Regions from separate parts of the Nomascus leucogenys genome. Here region 1 is linked to region 2. Evidence: chromatin contacts called from public Hi-C data. All regions are on one chromosome and are shown on one strand. Each heading gives the region's core, a stretch centred on a gene start, on an enhancer-like site or on the middle of the called end of the contact. The rest is flanking DNA. Distances are from core to core; before and after follow the strand shown.

Region 1 (2,783 bases), core at 227-2,726, 62 kb after region 2:
CCAAAGAGCTCATCTGTACTACATATTTACTATTGCATCTACTTTAATAAATGCCTACCATAAATGCTGCAAGCTGACTTCATCAGCAAGTATGGACCGAGCAGGGTAAGGAGGCTGGGAATTGAGGTTCCAGCTCTACTATAGGTTTTCCAAGTGGCTGGGACACCTCCATTTCTCTCACTGGGCCTGATCCACAAAATGAGACATGAGGTGAGATTAACACTACGCTCTCCCCTTAACAACCTCAGGCTCTCTGATACTGTCCACTGCAACACAGATCTCAAACACCGGTTTACCCCACACCCAAATATGGTGGTTACTTCTAGACTCTGACCATTTTGTCTGCCTAGTTCTCAGCTCTCCTATAAGAAGACAGCCATGCCTGACTTCTGTTGTGAAAGGGAACACAGAGGGCATCGTCATGGGGATTCTGAAAATGGGTCCAGTTTTGGCCAGGGGGACCCCTGGAGCTTGCCTATTAGGCTCAGAGCTAAAAGCATCTTAGCAACTAAGACAGCCGGTCTTTATAGCCTGGGTGAAATTTGTATCTATTTCCCAGATGGACAAGAGCCTAGAAGATCCCAGCCTTGTCACTGGATATGAGCACAGGACAGGGGGATGCTCAATGCTAAGGCTGCCACAGAAAATACAGGACGTCCGGTTAAATTTGAATTTCAAATAAACAAGTAATTTTTAAAGTATAAGTATGTGCATACAATGTTTAGGACTTAACAATTATTCGTCGTTTATCTTAACTCAAATTTAACTGGACGTGGCCGGGCGCAGTGGCTCACGCCTGTAATTCCGGCACTTTGGAAGGCTGAGGCGGGCGCATCACCTGAGGTCAGGAGTTCGAGACCAGCCTGACCAACATGGTGAAACCCCGTCTCTACTAAAAATACAAAAATTAGCCAGGTGTGGTGGGCGCCCGTAATCCCAGCTACTCGGGAGACTGCGGCACGAGAATCGTTTGAACCGGGGAGGCGGAGGTTGCAGTGAGCCGAGATCGCGCCACTGCACTCCAGCCTGGGTGACAGAGTGAGATTCTATCTCAAAAAACAATTTAACTGGACGCTTTACATTTTTATTTGCTAAGTCCTCCAATTCTATCCAAGACGTGGTCTCTCCGAAACTCCGGGAGGCTCCTGAGCAAAACACGGAAATAGGAAGACTACCGGCCTAGACTCCTCCCAGCCACCAAAGGGGGCTGGCACCTTTTCCGGCTTTCCCCAGCCAGTAGGGGCCGGAAGTTACGTCATCCTAAGGTAGGGCCTTCGCGAGGGAAATGGTTGCCGCGTAATTCCCGGTGATGCGAGAAAGAAGGGCCTGCTGCCACCAGGACCCGTCGTCGCCCAGCCCAGGGATTGCTTCTGAAGGTCATGCGAGCCCTGGCGGCGCAGACTTACCAGCCCACAGCTCCGGGCCGCGGTGCCCAGCGCTGGAGAACGGAAGTACTCGCGGGTGGGCGGAGCGGAAGCCGGAAGTGTGGGTGGGTGGAGCGGCGCAGGCGGGTGCGAGCTCTGGCCGAAGCCGGTGTCCGGGAGGGGAGAGTTTAGGATATTGGCTCTTTGCTGGCCACCGACAGACCTGGAAGGAGTCACCTTCAGTCCTCATTTTTTTAATCTCTACATTGAGGGTAATGATCCCCGCCTCACCGATTGCCGATTTTTATTTTGAGACGGGGTCTCACTCTGTCGCCCAGACTGGAGTGCAGAGGCGCGGTTTCGGCCCAATACAACCTCCGTCTCCCGGATTCAAGCGATTCTCATGCCTCAGCCTCCCGAGTAGCTGGGATTACAGGCATGTGCCACCACTCCGGGCTAATTTTTGTATTTTTTAATAGAGACGGGCTTTCGCCATGTTGGCCAGGCTGGTCTCGAACGCCTAACCTCAAGCGATCCACCCACCTCAGCCTCCGAAAGTGATGGGATTACAGACTTGAGCCTCCGTGCCCGGCCCCTCCCTTCCTTTATCCTCTACGATCAGTCAGCAGATGCACCCTGAGTGTCAGGCACTGAGCTGAGCAAACGAACTGAGAATCACTACTTCCCCACAACTCACCCCTTCCCCACAACTCACCCCTTCCCCACAACTCACCCCTTCTGGAGCCAGATTAAGTAATTCCCGCTCCTCTCCATGGCTTTTATTCCACAACTTACTATTGTTCTTCCCTCTCCCACCATGGGCCACCAAATACAGCTGTGGCTTAGCAAGAGTTCCATTCTGCGATCCTCAAGCACATAAGCGGCACGTAAACTCAAATGACTCTGGGCCTACCTCGCTGTCCCTGCTCTCATCCTGGGCCCACCCTGAGCTGGCTGGATGCCTTCCCACATTCATAAGATGAGTCCTGATCAGACTCCAAAAATACAAAACAGTTCACTGTTCTTACTGATGTTTTCTTAGGGAGATAGAGGAGAGAGTTGCATCACAAATCACACACTTGATTTCCTAACAATTTTACTGAAACATGTTTCTTGGCAGGGCGCAGTGTTTCACGCCTGTAATCCCAACATTGGGGAGGCCAAGGTGGGTGGATCGCTTGAGCCTAGGAATGCGAGACCAGCCTGGGAACATGGCGAAACTTATCTCTACCAAAAAAAAAAAAAAAAAAAGAGCCAGGTGTGGTGGCATGCTCCTGTAGTCCCAGCTACTCGGGAGGCTGAGATGGGAGGATCACCTGAGCCTGGGAGGTAGAGGCTGCAGTGAACCTTGATCACGCCACTGCACTCCAGCCTGGGCCCCTGTCTCAAAAACCAACCAACAAACAAAAACACATTTTC
Region 2 (2,700 bases), core at 81-2,580:
AGGGCCAGGGTTGGGCTGTCTCCACTGTGCAGCCTGCTGGGTCCTGCCCCCAAATGCCAGAGCCCTGCCTCCTGGCAGCTGCATCTACATGAGCTGCTTCCTCAAGCCTGGGGGACTGGGGGCAGAGTGCCTGCAGGAGGCCTACATTGGTGATGGGCAAGCTGAAGATGCGCTCGCGGTTGTTGTAGAGCATGGCCAGCTGCTGGCAGTCCTTCAGCTGCTTCTTGACACGCCGTACCTCATTGGCGATCTCGTGTGCCCGCGAAATCTCCACGTGGATGGAGAAGCCAGCTACCACCAGCTGCAGGCCAAGGAGCAATGGGTCAGATGCCCCTGCAGCCCCACTTGTGTCCACGCCTTCCCATGCAAACCCAGGGAACTGGAGGTCCCAGAACGTCCACTCCTCCCAGTTCTAAGGAGGTTGTTCTCCTGGAGTGAGCAGGTTCCTCACAGCAAAGCTAGGGGAGACCCAGTGCCCTGACACTGTGCCCACTGCCCAGTAGGCCGCCAAGGACACAACAGAAGAGCTGGGGACTTTACTGCTCTGAATCTTTCTGGAGCTTGCTGCCTAGGCATCTCTTTGGCCTTTGGGTTCATTCTTTCAGCCATTTATTCATTCATCCATCTGCTCGCCTATCACATGTTGACTCAGCACCTCCTGAATGCAAGAAGTGAGGCCAGGCCCTGGAGAACTGTGCATGTATGTGGTGGGGGGTGTGTCTAGCACCAAGCCTGCAGCCGTGCCCCACCTGCAGCCCTTCCAGCTTCTCTTGGAAGTTGTTCTGATCCATGATCTGGATTTTGCGGAACTTCTCCTCATCCTCCACATGCTGCTGCTGCACCAGCTCTATCTGCCCAAGGATCTTAGAAGGCCAGTTGCTGGCAATCCATCTGGCCGGGATGGGGGTGGAGATTGGGAGAAATATCATGGCTGAAGTGGTGGAGTGGCAAGGCCAGGCAGGGGCATCCCACCAGGCACCCAGGCAGCCAGTGAGAAGGGGTTCAGGGGAAATCCAGGCAGCTGTGGAGGCCACTTGGGGCCGGACAACTGGGAAGTACAGGTGAGCTGGGAGGCGCGACTGCCACCATCAGGGAGGCTGCCCTGCCCCCTGGGAGCTGCAGTCTGCATCCAGTGAGATGCAGACCCAAGGTGCCCAGTGTAGTGACAGGGACCAAGGGGAAGTGAGAAGAGTGAGGCCAAGTTCCCCTCTTAAGCCTCAGGGGCCAGAGGGGCCTTTCCTCAGAGAAGGCAAAGCCACAGTCTCTAGCCAGGGCCCTCAGGCCAGCTGCCTTCAGGTCAGACCAACTCCCTTTGCCCAGCTGACACAGGGGATCTGTGGGATGTGGGGCTTCCACCTGCAGCCGGCCTGGGGACGCTGGCCCTGGGGGAGTTCCCCCTGAGCACCCAGGTGCCCTGTCTGCCAGTATCTCCCTTTCCTGGGCAGGGCCCTGACGGTCCTGACTCCCCCAACATCTGTGAGGCAGCACTGGGTATGGAGTCTCTGGCGGCCTCAGTAAGGCTTGGTTGGAAAAGGGCACCTAAGGCTGTTTCCCACAAGGCTTTTGACTTGGGTGGGGACAAATGCCCCTCTCCAGGGACTGCCCACCAGGCTGAGCTTTGCCTCTCTCAGTGCTCCCAAGAACCCCAAAGGGCACCAGCCACAAACAGGAAACCCTAGGTCCACAGTAAAATACGTGTGTCAGGCTGGGCGTGGTGGCTCACGCCTATAATCCTAGCTGTTTGGGAGGGCGAGGCGGGTGGATCACCTGAGGTCAGGAGTTCGAGACCAGCCTACATGGTGAAACCCCTGAAAATATAAAAATTAGCCAGGCATGGTTGTGGGCACCTGTAATCCCAGCTACTCAGGAGGCTGAGGCAGGGAAAATCACTTGAACCCTGGAGGCGGAGGTTGCAGTGAGCTGAGATGGCGCCACTGCACTCCAGCCCGGGTGACAGAGCAAAACTCTATTCCAAAAAACAACAAGCAAAACGTGTGCCAGGCCATTGACAGGACAGACACAGGGTTGGGGAGCAGCTGAGGCCAAGAGGCCCAAATGAATTCCTTCTGCCCCACTGGCCACCTGGCCCTGGCTGGTCCCAGCCCATGTGTGGAGCCCTGGCTTCTGGAATGTCAGTGGGGTGTTTCTGGGGAGACTGCACAGACTGTGGCAGCTGGGGCATTTGGGAGCCTCTGCAGCTTAGCAGCTCCCCTCATGCTCCACCCCGCACCTGGCATGGGGGCCAAGCTCCCACTCACTTGTCATTGAAGTCATCTGAGCTGAGGTTGTAGAGGAATTCATCCATGACCTGGTAGTCATCCATGACCTTCACAATCCGCTCCTGCACAGACAGGTGGTAATGAGAACTTCACGTGTGCCAGGGAGGGGGTGGGTAATTGGAACCCGGCTCCCCAGAGAGATGGGTACTAGAGAGGGGCTGCTCTCTTTCAGAGTGGGGAGGCCTGGGCCAGGGGAGGAGGCCCAGGGTGCAAGGGCAGCATCAGGCTCAGGGCTCCAAGAGCCATGGCTGCCACACCTCCAGCTTCCAGCCCCCCTACCCCCAGACAGCAGAGCTCTGAAGCCACAGATCACAACCCCCTAAACCCCACCTGTCCTCTGTCCAACTACCTCACCCTCAGCCTCCTGAGTCCGACCTCCCAGCCCCTGCCTGCCCCAGCCCTCAGACTCTTAACACCAGCC

What was found. A called contact is a pair of places that touch in the nucleus more often than the background predicts.
Region 1: a Hi-C map of an unstated tissue shows a contact between it and region 2, with 2.8 times the contacts expected there. The contact joins the promoter of GLYCTK here to the enhancer-like site in region 2. A contact is called at or near these places in 2 of 4 Hi-C or Micro-C datasets (a lymphoblastoid cell line and an unstated tissue).

What each region holds. Positions count from the first base shown.
Region 1 is chr4:99,469,976-99,472,758 of Asia_NLE_v1, forward strand. GLYCTK (glycerate kinase) reads right to left here and starts at 1,477. Exons shown (of 5, transcript XM_012498728.2): 1 at 1,407-1,477.
Region 2 is chr4:99,407,826-99,410,525 of Asia_NLE_v1, forward strand. It overlaps DNAH1 (dynein heavy chain 1, axonemal), which reads right to left. Exons shown (of 79, transcript XM_030811652.1): 17 at 2,259-2,341; 18 at 750-891; 19 at 146-301. Among named protein-coding and RNA genes, the nearest start is that of DNAH1, 34 kb to the right of the region's middle. Within about 2 kb of position 1,331, the one cell type or tissue checked has an H3K27ac peak away from gene starts, as active enhancers do. A contact at or near this core is called in a lymphoblastoid cell line, where this site is marked.